3 separate regions of the Mus musculus genome follow, and regions 1 and 2 are each linked to region 3. Evidence: chromatin contacts called from public Hi-C and promoter capture Hi-C data. All regions are on one chromosome and are shown on one strand. Each heading gives the region's core, a stretch centred on a gene start, on an enhancer-like site or on the middle of the called end of the contact. The rest is flanking DNA. Distances are from core to core; before and after follow the strand shown.

What was found. Promoter capture Hi-C pulls out the DNA fragments that hold promoters and counts their contacts. A called contact is a pair of places that touch in the nucleus more often than the background predicts.
Region 1: a Hi-C map of Th1 cells shows a contact between it and region 3, with 4 times the contacts expected there. The contact joins the enhancer-like site here to the promoter of Xirp1 in region 3. A contact is called at or near these places in 7 of 39 promoter capture datasets (the HPC-7 cell line, HPC-7-derived erythroid cells, embryonic stem cells and 4 more), 18 of 484 Hi-C or Micro-C datasets (CD4 T cells, CD8 T cells, the G1E-ER4 cell line and 7 more) and 2 of 9 other capture datasets (embryonic stem cells and pancreatic islet).
Region 2: a contact with region 3 is called in a promoter capture Hi-C map of hippocampal neurons, with 2.7 times the contacts expected there. The contact joins the enhancer-like site here to the promoter of Xirp1 in region 3. A contact is called at or near these places in 9 of 39 promoter capture datasets (the C10 cell line, the HPC-7 cell line, HPC-7-derived erythroid cells and 5 more), 3 of 15 datasets of contacts at CTCF or cohesin (embryonic stem cells, large pre-B cells and pro-B cells), 65 of 484 Hi-C or Micro-C datasets (B cells, the Ba/F3 cell line, CD4 T cells and 32 more), 5 of 115 datasets of contacts at active chromatin or transcription factors (T-cell acute lymphoblastic leukemia, bone marrow-derived dendritic cells, embryonic stem cells and 1 more) and 3 of 9 other capture datasets (embryonic stem cells, liver and pancreatic islet).

Annotation. Positions count from the first base shown.
Region 1 is chr9:120,189,855-120,193,355 of GRCm38.p6, reverse strand. No RefSeq gene overlaps it. Among named protein-coding and RNA genes, the nearest start is that of Gm38642, 23 kb to the left of the region's middle. Within about 2 kb of position 2,210, at least 86 of the 459 cell types and tissues checked have an H3K27ac peak or open chromatin away from gene starts, as enhancers often do. A contact at or near this core is called in Th1 cells, hematopoietic stem and progenitor cells, hippocampal neurons and 1 more, where this site is marked.
Region 2 is chr9:120,172,801-120,176,235 of GRCm38.p6, reverse strand. It overlaps a transcript of Mobp not described here. Among named protein-coding and RNA genes, the nearest start is that of Mobp, 25 kb to the right of the region's middle. Within about 2 kb of position 1,290, at least 12 of the 459 cell types and tissues checked have an H3K27ac peak or open chromatin away from gene starts, as enhancers often do. A contact at or near this core is called in cerebral cortex and hippocampal neurons, where this site is marked.
Region 3 is chr9:120,022,004-120,025,597 of GRCm38.p6, reverse strand. It overlaps Xirp1 (xin actin-binding repeat containing 1), which reads left to right and starts at 2,000. Exons shown (of 3, transcript NM_011724.3): 1 at 2,000-2,164.

The sequences.
Region 1 (3,501 bases), core at 961-3,460, 170 kb before region 3:
ATAGCTATGCACGCATACCTGCATATATACATATATACATGCATGCATACATACATACCTGTATACATACATGTATGGATGGATGCATGGAATATTTTTTATGGGAAAAAATAAAAGTAGTGGAGACAGAGAGGTTTGTTCTTCCTAAAATGGCCGCTCCTGGGGGAGTCCAGGAAGCTGTAGTCCTACTGTGCTTCCTCCTCTCCCTTCTACTCTCCAAGTAGGAAGTCTCACTCTTTCTGCAAGGCTTGCATAACTCCTCTTGGCATATCCTCTTCTTCAGATCTTCGTGTGCATCAAGACCTCCTGGAGTCAGAGCCAAGCTCACAAAAGAGCTCAAAGCTATATCTGCCTGCAAAACACCCTCAGCTGCAGTCTACAGAGTCATGGGCTTTGGCAAAAAATAGCGGAATGCGGAGTTAGCATAGCGCCAGCCATCCACGTGTTCTGAAAGTGGATCAACCACTCTGCAGGCTTGTTCTGCTGACCTCAGGATTTCCTTTTGTCTTTCTGCCTAGCAGGTTCCAGGTTCACGAAGAAGCTGACAGGATGCTTCGAGCACAGGGTGAGGCCTCAGAAGCCAAGCCAAGTGGACTCTGGGCAGGCTACATAGAGACTGGGGCTTGGAAACATTGGGCGACCCCTCCCACTTGGTAATCGCACGCTGTCCAATTCGAGGCAGGATGGAACCTGCCACAGAAGGGAACATATCCAATGTAATTATGACACCGCTTCCCTAAGGATTTTTGTGTTTTTATCCCCATGCTTGTGTGCTCATGAGTGAGTGCAGGCACACGTGTGCCCAGTGCACAGGTGACAATCAGAGGAGAGCTGCAGGTAACTGCCTCACCTTGACTGAATCCAAGTCTCATGTTGTTTCCCGCTACACACAACAGGCTAGCTGGCCTGTGAATTTCTGGGGATTCGCTGCCATCTGCCTCCATCCACAGGAGCAGAGGGATTACTGGATTGTCTTACCGTGTGGGGCTTTCCATGGGTCCCTGGGGTCCAAACTGAGGGTCTCACACTTGCATACCAAGCCTTTGCCCACTAAGCCCTACAGCATCAACGCTGGCCTCATGAGGAGGAGTATTTGTGGGGGGTTCGTTTGTTCTGTTTGCTTGTTGGCCAGCCAGCCTCAATATTTTACAACATGCTGAGTCACTGGTATCACAAATATTTTCTTCTTTTACCATGGCTGTTGTTACCAGGCACCAAACAATGAGACTTCAAGGTCCAAATTAACGTGAGCATCCTGATCAGCACCCCAGCTCCTGTCGCTGTGTAAAGCTGATACCACAAACGTAGGATCTGACCAAGCCTTGGCTTTGCCTGGCTGTTTCTGTCTGCGGTAACCTCAGCCTTGGGGTTAGCTTGTCTGTCCTGTCGATGATGGCTCCATACTCCTCTGGAATGAGAACTCTCCTGAGCTGGGGCTCTGGCCACACCTACACTGGCATGCAGCTTGCTCTTGAGAGCTACGCACGGCTGCTCTGTGTCATCAGCCCGAGGAAGGAAGCAGTAAGCATATCCAGTCCCCCTTCTGCGGGCATTTCCATCAAATCAAAGTCAAGACGAATTCTGACTCAAAAGCTGCCTCTATGACAAAGCTCTCAATTGCCTACTATTCCTGAAGAAGAGAAAAATCTCTCTGTATACCATGAGTATGGTGGTAATTAGAAGCCAACCTTTGTCAGCCTTGGCCCCACTGAAAAGTTCAGAGGTTTCAGGAGAAACTGCAGCCGGTGCTGCCCTCTAGTGGCCGTTTATTCAGGTGTCTTTGGAAAATGGGCTTGAAATTGAGAAAGGCTATGGAGGTGGTGGGGTGGGGGGAGACGATGCAGGGGCTAGGGAGGAGCGGGCAGTGCGAAATGGTCACAGTATTAAACCAGCTCCTAATGACGTATACCCACAGATCAATGCGTCCGTCAGCCCTCAACAGAGAAGCTTCTTTTACAATAGACGGCGGCGATTAACACCGAGACCCACAGAGCCTCCAGGCTGTGAGGAGAGCGAGCGAGAGAGAGAGAGAGAGAGAGAGAGAGAGAGAGAGAGAGAGAGAGAGAGAGAGAGAGAGAGAGAGAGAGAGAGAGAGAGTGTGTGTGTGTGTGTGTGCTCAGCTGAAAAGCGACATCTCCGGAACCGCTGCTGGAGAAAAGGCAGAGAGACTGTAAGATCCAGAGGCAGTGGATAACGAAAGGGAAAGAGACCCATCCGGATACAGCAGGACAGCTGCACATATGAGCTCACCCGTGGCTGTGGCAGCGGTCTCAAGCATTGCACAAACCTAAGCCCACCGAACGCCAGTGTGGAAAGGGGATAAGTGTGAGCCCCACACCTGAGGAGGAGCCATTGGCGGTTAATGGCTGCTAGGAGCGGAAGAGTCCGTCTTCTTTAAGGGTGTGGGCCCTGCTAAGTGAAAGCACCCCGGTCCAGTGGGCACCCACCAGATTATGTGGGTGTGCCAACTGCAGTGACTTGGTGGACTAAAAGGGGGGCAAAATTAGGTGGAGAGGGAAGAGGGGATGAAGAGAATGGGAGAGGCTGGGGACGGGGCAGATATAACTTTGTACAAAATTCTCAAAGAACTAAGAGGAATTGAGGGGGAAAAAAGAGAAAGTCCTACTTTTATTATTGCTTAATGAGTCATTTTTTGTGTGTGTAACTAGACAACTTTTAATCCCCCTTATTCTATGAGTTTTAGAAATTCTGAAGACCCACTTCTGAAAATAACCTTTTCAGTGTAAGTGGACACAAAACTTGTTTGGGGTGATGCGGGATGGGCGGCAGTTTGACTGGGTCTGTTCCTACGGAGGATGTTTCTGGATAACGTGAAAATCTAAGTGTAGACTGATGTGGTGGCGTAGAGAGTTAAAGGGTGGAGACACAGCATGGGCCCCATCCAGTCAGTGTATGGCCCACATAGCCCCGACAAGCTGTGACACTGGCTGCCACTGGACTTGAACCTGTTTATGTTCACAGGCTCTCAGCCTCTGGATTGGAGCTGACACTGTCTTACCCAGGGTTTCTATTTCTGCACAAAACATCATGACCAAGACACAAGTTGGGGAGGAAAGGGTTTATTCAGCTTATACTTCCACATTGCTGTTCATCACCAAAGTCAGTCAGGACTGGAACTCAAGCAGGTCAGGAAGCAGGAGCTGATGCAGAGGCCATGGAGGGATGTTCCTTTCTGGCTTGCTTCCTTGGCTTGCTTAGCCTGCTTTCTTATAGAACCCAAGACTGCCAGCCCAGGGATGGCACCACCAACAAGGGGTCCTTTCCCACTTGATCACTAATTTAGAAAATGCCTTACAGCTGGATCCCATGGGGGCATTTCCTCAAAGGAGGCTCCTTTCTCTGTGATAACTCCAGCCTGTGTCAACTTGGCACACAAAACCAGCCAGTACAGACCCCAATAGGTCTCCCTGGCCTCAGGCTCTTGGGTTTCCTCAGACTCACCATCAGCTCTCATATTCTGGATCCTCAGTTTGTAAGCAT
Region 2 (3,435 bases), core at 41-2,540, 150 kb before region 3:
ATTCCCCATCCTCACTTCCATTTCCTGCCAAGGTCACAAGCAATTCCCAGTGAGCTGCAATCGACGCCTCTGAGTCCTCAAAAGGATCCAAACTTTTTGAAAATTATTTTTAAAACTATTCTTAAAAGCAAATAAACATTCTTTCAGTCAGCAAGTATTTATTGAGTTCTTGTTAGTGCCAGATAACTGGAGACAGGATAAATCAGTGGGGCCGCCGTGGGATTTACATTAGGCAAAGCATTGGGGCGAGAATTAAACAAATAAGTGAGCAGATGATCCTGGAAGACAATGATGGAGTCTGGTGACCGTGGAGGAATCTCTGAGAAGATATCTGCGCTCAGGGCACCTGTGTAGGAGCCGTAGGCCAGAGCGTGACAGGCTCTGAGGAGCATGCACACAGCCCCATGGTGAATGAAGCACCCCATTAGCAGCTCACACGTACAAGAGAGGGAACAGGAGGAAGAAATGGTGAGGTCTTCCTGGGTGGGGAAAGGCTTCTAAGTCCTGGCTAGGATGCACCCATCCTCGAAGAACCATGAGTCTGGTACTCTCTTGTTTCCTTTTTCCCCATTTCCATGTGGATGTGTGGTGTGTGGTGTGGTGTGGTGTGGTGTGTGTGTGTGTGTGTGTGTGTGTGTGTGTGTGTGTGCAAGTGTATGTGCACAAGCATACAGGGGTGCATGTGCATGGAGTCCCTGAGTTTGACATTGGGAGTCAGTCCTATATCTTCTACCATAGTCACTGAGGAAGGGTTTCCCAGTCAGTCCCAAAGCTCACTGATATGGCCACTCTTGCTTGCTCTGGGATCTCCTGTCACCAGCTTCTCAGTTTGGATTTAGAGGTACGTTGTCAGGCCTACCCAGCATTCGTGTGGGTCATGGGGATTTGAACTCTAGCTCTCATGCTTGCAAGGCAAGAATTTTTTAACCACTGAGTCAGGCCCTGAGCCTGGTTTCCTTGTGAATAGAGACATGGCCTCCTTCCCGTCCACTGGCCTCCTAAGGAGAAAAGTGTTAGGAGGGGTGAGGAGTGACAAGGTTTGTGTGTGTGTGTGTGCGTGTGCGTGTGCGTGCGTGCGTGCGTGCGTGTGTGTGGTATATGTGTGTGTGTATGTATCTGTGTAGTGTGTATGTGTTTGTGTGTGTCTCTCTCTATCTCTCTTTCTCTATTCTTTGTGTTTATAACTTACCAAAGTTTGGGCTCAAAGCAAGCTGAAGTTGTGGGGCCGACCCAGATGGAGCCTGACTAGAGATGGATCTATCCAACTCCTCTCCTTCCACCCTCCGCCCCCGCCCATCTGGGCTGACTAGGGAAAAGAGGCCCAAGCCGATCACCATGTGCCCCCTGCTGAGAAGGCTTTGGGACTCTGAAGTGTTGCATGTACCGTTGTGGCCTTTTCATGACGACCTCCTGCAGTTCATGACGACCTCCTGCAGTTGAGGCCTTTGGGGGACAAGAATGAACCTGGGACTTGGAAGGGCCTCTAGCATTTGCACTTGGGCAAGAAAACTGAGAGCTGGCACATATTCTCCCCAAGCTACTCCCAAGGCCAACACCCACACAGCAGTCCACACGAGTACAAGGCAGTACGAGGCGCTTCCATCTGGCCCAATCTCTGTCCCCACAGCAAGTGTACAGATGGGTACAAGCAAGTGCCACGCCATGGGGGAGGGCTGGCTCCTGTGGTCTAGAACAAAAAGAGCCCATGCTCGGGCTCATTCTTCCCCGGGAGTCTGGAGGCTACGGACTGTGGAGGCAGACCAGAGCGAGGAGACGGAAACTCAGCCCCGCGCTACTCCACCTCCACAGTGAGCACAGACCCCTTCATCCCGTGGAAGGCCTCCTACTCAGGGATGGGATCTTGGACTGATAACTCTCTAACACACGCACACATCACACGCGCACGCGTACGCGCACGCGCAAACACACACACGCACACACACACGCACTTTGCCTTCCTTTCCAGAAGGCCAAGTTCCCTTCCTGTTTTCCTTCACCTCTCCTTGCCACAGACATAGCCGCGGAGGGCCAGCCAGGGGAAGCACTGGAGCATCAGGCCTCTCAGGAATTTGAGGGGTTTTGATTTGGAGACAGAAACGCTCCTGGCACTCTTTCTAGACCTATACAAGTGCGCATGGGGACTTGTCCAGGATGCTGCGAGGGAAGTGATTGGGAGGGTTGGGGGACAGGGCTGAAGCCATATGACCTTCCTAAATGATATCATTTGAAAGCAGTCAGAGCTGCGCCGGGCGCCTGTGCAGGTGACAAGCTCAAAGGCAAGGCTTTAGAGGGTGGTTCTCCCCAGACTGGGGCAGGAACTGATTCTCTCAAAGCCCTGTGTGAGGCTGGAGACTGGGCCCGCGGAGGGGGAGGAAGGAGGATGCCTCCATTTCCTCTGTTTCTGACACAAGTTACCTACAGTTCACATGGGAATTTAGCGCGATCCCCTACTTATCGGAACATCGCCGCATTTAAGGATCATACAACAACTTAGTATCTTACAATTCCATGGCCCTTCACCAGACTCGACTCTGGCTCTGAGTACTGCTGGCTAAGAGGTGAATGGGAAGCAAATGGTGTGCGAGCAAGAGAGGCCGGACAGAGAGCCAGGAAGAGAAAAAAAAGTATCAAGAGTCATGTTTGCTGACCAGATGCAGGGAGGGAGGGGAGAGGAAGAAGGAGGAATGTGTGTGGATTAGCTCTGCAATCACCTTTGCCAAAGACCCTGAGGAAGCGTGCACCTGCCAGAGAGAAAGGGGCTCCAGATGAAACCAAAAGACCCGTTCCCTGAGCTCTGGAGCACAAGAGATCCTTCCAGGACTCCGTGGCTAGAGTACGACACGAAGAGCCCCCTTCTCACCTCCAGGAAGGCTGCCCTAAGGCTCCCACACCATGGGGACTGAGGGCATCTGTGGTTGTTACATCAGCAGGCGTCCACTCCTGCATCATACTTGAGGTCAGATAATTCGTCTGAGAGCAGATGGGTTGCGGGAAGCAGTGAGTCCACAGGCAGAGGCTGTCCATTCACAAGAAGTCCCTTCTCGGTCACTTCTTCCTTGGGGTTGACCTGCTCCTCCTCCTCAATCTGATTTATAGAGAGAAAAAGAAAGATTTATGAATTGGTAGGTGGTGTCCACTTCCTGCAGAGCACTTAGAACAACAGTGACTTCACGGGCATTTTAAAAAGATGTGTTTACTCTGTGTGTGTGTGTGTGTGTGTGTGTGTGTGTGTGTGTGTGTGTGTGTCTGTGTCTGTGTGTGTCTGTGTGTCTGTGTGTGTCTGTGTGTCTGTGTGTGTCTGTGTGTCTGTGTGTGTCTATGTGCACCATGTGCATGCAGTTCTCACAGGTTCCAGAAGAGGGCGCTAAAACTAAAGTTATAGAGTTGTAAGCCACCATGTAGGTGCTGGGAACTGAACTCAGGTCCTACAAGAGC
Region 3 (3,594 bases), core at 751-3,250:
ACAGGAGCTAGCACACTTGACACTGGGAAAGCCAGCCTGCCTGTGTGTTTTCCCACTCTGATTGCTTTTGGGGGAAGGGGGGGGGGGGCGACGGGATCTCACTACGCAGCCCTGGCTGGCCTGTAGATCAGACTGGATTCAAACTCACAGAGAACCACTGTCTCTGCCTCCCATGTGCTGGGAGTAGAGGTGTGCACCACCATACCCCACTTAATTAGATCTTTTTTCAGAAACAGTTTTCTGTTTGAAGACCACAGGACAACGGCAGAGGTTGGTTCTCTCTGTCCACCAGGTGGGTCCCTGGGGATTGAACTCAGGTCATCAGCCTTGGTGGCCAGTGCCTTCAGCAGCTGAGCCATCACCCCACCCCACGCTATGTTTTTCTTATAAAGAGTGGGCAGTTTAATAACACACACTACATGGTCAGCACTCTCCACAGCCATTTTCATGTGATAATTCATTCAGTGCTCAAAGTCACCCAGGGAGGCCTTCGCTGCTGGTTGTAGATGTTCCTGCTTCCTCTGGGACACCCTGTGAGAGGGAGGCTCTGCCACTTCTGTCCCTGCCAGGGACAACCAGGATTCTGGAGCAGAGGATGAGGACAGGGGGGTAGGGCATCCAAGATGCACCTCCCAGGCCCAAGCTGACAGCAGGATGGTATTGACACCATGGACAAGGTTCACAACGCACCTGTCATCACCCCTGGCATCTGAAGGCACATGTAATTCAGAAGGAAGACCGGACACTCACACCCAGGGAGGAGCCTGGTTTCCCACCTGTTGCCTGTGCCCTGGGCTACTCGATGTCTGACCCTACCCGCCCTTGGGGGTTGGAGGTGAGGTGGTGCAGAGTCAATGACAGACTCCAGAACAGGTGAGAAAGGCTGCAGCAAGCTCTCTCTATGCTGCTCTAAGCTCCTTTAATACCCTCCACCCATGCCCCATTGGTACCAAGAAAGCGTCTCTCCTAAACAGCAGAACCTGATTGGCTGGCATTGTCTGCACCAGCAGACAACTATCTCTCAGGCAGTCCTCAATTAGGTCCTCCTGCAGGAGATGCTTTTGTGGCTCTGCGGCCCGCAGGGTTTACATAAAGGCGGTGCCATTCCTGCTACACCCACCTGGGACAAAAGCCACTTCCGTATTTTCTGTGGCATCTCTCCACACCAGCCTTAGCGCCAAGTAAGTGACGAAGCCTGCCAGGTCCCCCGGGGCTCCGTGTGACTGAGGAAGAGACAGGTGCACAGTCTGTCACTCCATCTGTGACCACGAAGATGATGACTCCAGGGTCAGAAATAACTCCACAGTCAGTTACCATGTGTAGGTCCTCCCAGCCATTCCCAGAGAGTCTGGGCCGTGAGTCAGAGGGAAGAGTCTAGAAGGAGCCATGGACCCAGATCACTGGGCTGGGACACCATGCATTCAGCCTTCAGATCTTTTGATAAATTAAGGGCCTGTTCCTTCAGAAATCTCGCTCACCCCCAAGTTTACTTCCCTCATAGCTTCAAAGACCTGGACTGTGGAGCTAGGGTAAGAATAGACGGGAGACAAGGCCAGCTTTGTTTTTGCACGGAGAGAAACAGAGGTTGAGCCTTTTACATGAAGGTGACTCTGGTAGTGAGAAGCCTGGTCCTGCACTCAGGGAGATGCTGGGCTTTGGGCTCGGTGGACCATGTGTGGTAACAATAGCTCAGCATAGAGAGAGAGGGCCTGCGGGATGAGAGGACAGGGTCACCCACACGTCAAGTGTCCCCCTATTCATCTCCTCAAAATAACCTAGATGTCTCCATCCAGGACTGAGTCACCCACCCCAGTCCTCCGGGCAGACTTGGGTTGAATGGGACTCCTCCTCCACCCTAGCCCTCCCTAGCCCAGAGGAATTGTAACTGATTCCCCAGGATGGAAAAGTGACTTCCACGAGCCCTAAAAATAACCGGACCACTTAATACTCCGAACATAGCCTCTCCCCCGCCCCCACCCTCACCCACCCCTAGCCGGCCAGATAAAGGCAGCTGCCTGGTTGGCAGAGAACGGAGACCTAGAGCCAAGGTAGAGAGAGGCAGGGGACCCAGGAACAGAACAGAACTGACAACAAAGAATCCCGGCAGAGCGACAGACCCCAAGGCTAGACACCCAAAAGCACCCAGACACCAGCCAGACCCTTGGTGAGTACCCTCCCCTCTTGTGTTATAGGCTAGGCTACCGCTCTACTCCGTGGCCCTCTGGACCTTGCAGCGTGGGTGTCAGGAGGGAGTCTAGCGGTAGCGGGGAAGGTGTGGAGAGGATGTGGTACAGGTGTACAGGCCCTCAGCGAGGAAAGCCACCAGGACTTATCTCTAGAAGGTAGCAAGTGTTTGTATGTGGTCAGAAGTTGCTGTGGCTACCTCAGGCGGGCCCAAGAAACAGATTCATTCTGATCTAGTATCATCGAGAGGTAGTTTCACTTGGTAGCCGGGAGCTTTGTGTTGTTTTTAATTTTTAAATTACAGTTTTGTTTATTTTGTGTGCATGTGAGTGGGTCCATGTGTCGTGGTGAAAGTGTAGGGGTCAGAGTACATTGTTTCTCTTTGACCATGTGTATGACACATGATAAAAACAGGACTGGAAATAACAGGTCCTCAGAAATAACAGGACGTACCTGTACCACTGGCCCATCATTCTGGCCTGGAGTTCTGATTGTTTTCTGTTTTGTTTGAGACAGGATTTCTCAGTGTAGCCCTGGCTGTCCTGGAACTCGATTCGTAGACCAGGCTGGCCTCGAACTCAGAGATCCACCTGCCTCTGCCTCCAGAGTGCTGGGATTAAAGGTGTACGCCATCACCGCCAAGCAGAAGTTTTGATTTTTCAGATGCAGCTATGAGCCCGGGACATAGCTCAGCTGGTTATGTGCTTGCATAGCATGCACAAAGCCCTGGGTCCACCAAATAAAACCAGAAAAGATGCTGCATGTTTGTAATCTGTGTCAGGAGGGTCTGAGGTCCAAGGTCATCCTCAACTACTCGCTAAGTCCGAGGCCAACCTGAACTGGGTGAGACTCTGTCTGAAAAAGAGATAAAAATGCTGAAGGCCAGAGACCCAGGACAGCCAGAGCCAAACCATGGCCCAGGGCAAGCCCAGTCCCCAGCTATTGCTGGTCACGGTCTTAGCATAACCGGCCCCAGCAAGCAATGTTGTGCCCAGGCTAGCCTGTGAGTAACTTCCCTCCTGAGGCAGCTTTGGTAGAATGACTTTGTCCCATGGGGACATCCTCCAGCTAAGCCTGGGGTGACTCAGGATGGAGAGATCAGATCTGAATGTGCCCAATGGTAGGCATCTAGAGCAGGCTGGTGCCTAAGAGGGTCCGAGGTGGAGGTGGGTGGTCCTGACTTGCTGGCAGTGCTGAGTGACTGTCTCGGCATAGGGGACCTGCTCATGGACAGTTTTTGAAATTACTATACCCTAAACCTGCCCCCCCAAACCTGCCCTCAGAAGTCTCAGGCCAGATGAGAGTGGAGCCGGGAAGCCTGAAAGCCTGCCGCAGCCTTTTCTGAGACCTCAGCTGAGCCTCCATGGGCAGCCCCTGTCCCCTTGCTGGGTTTCTGTATCCCCTAACAAC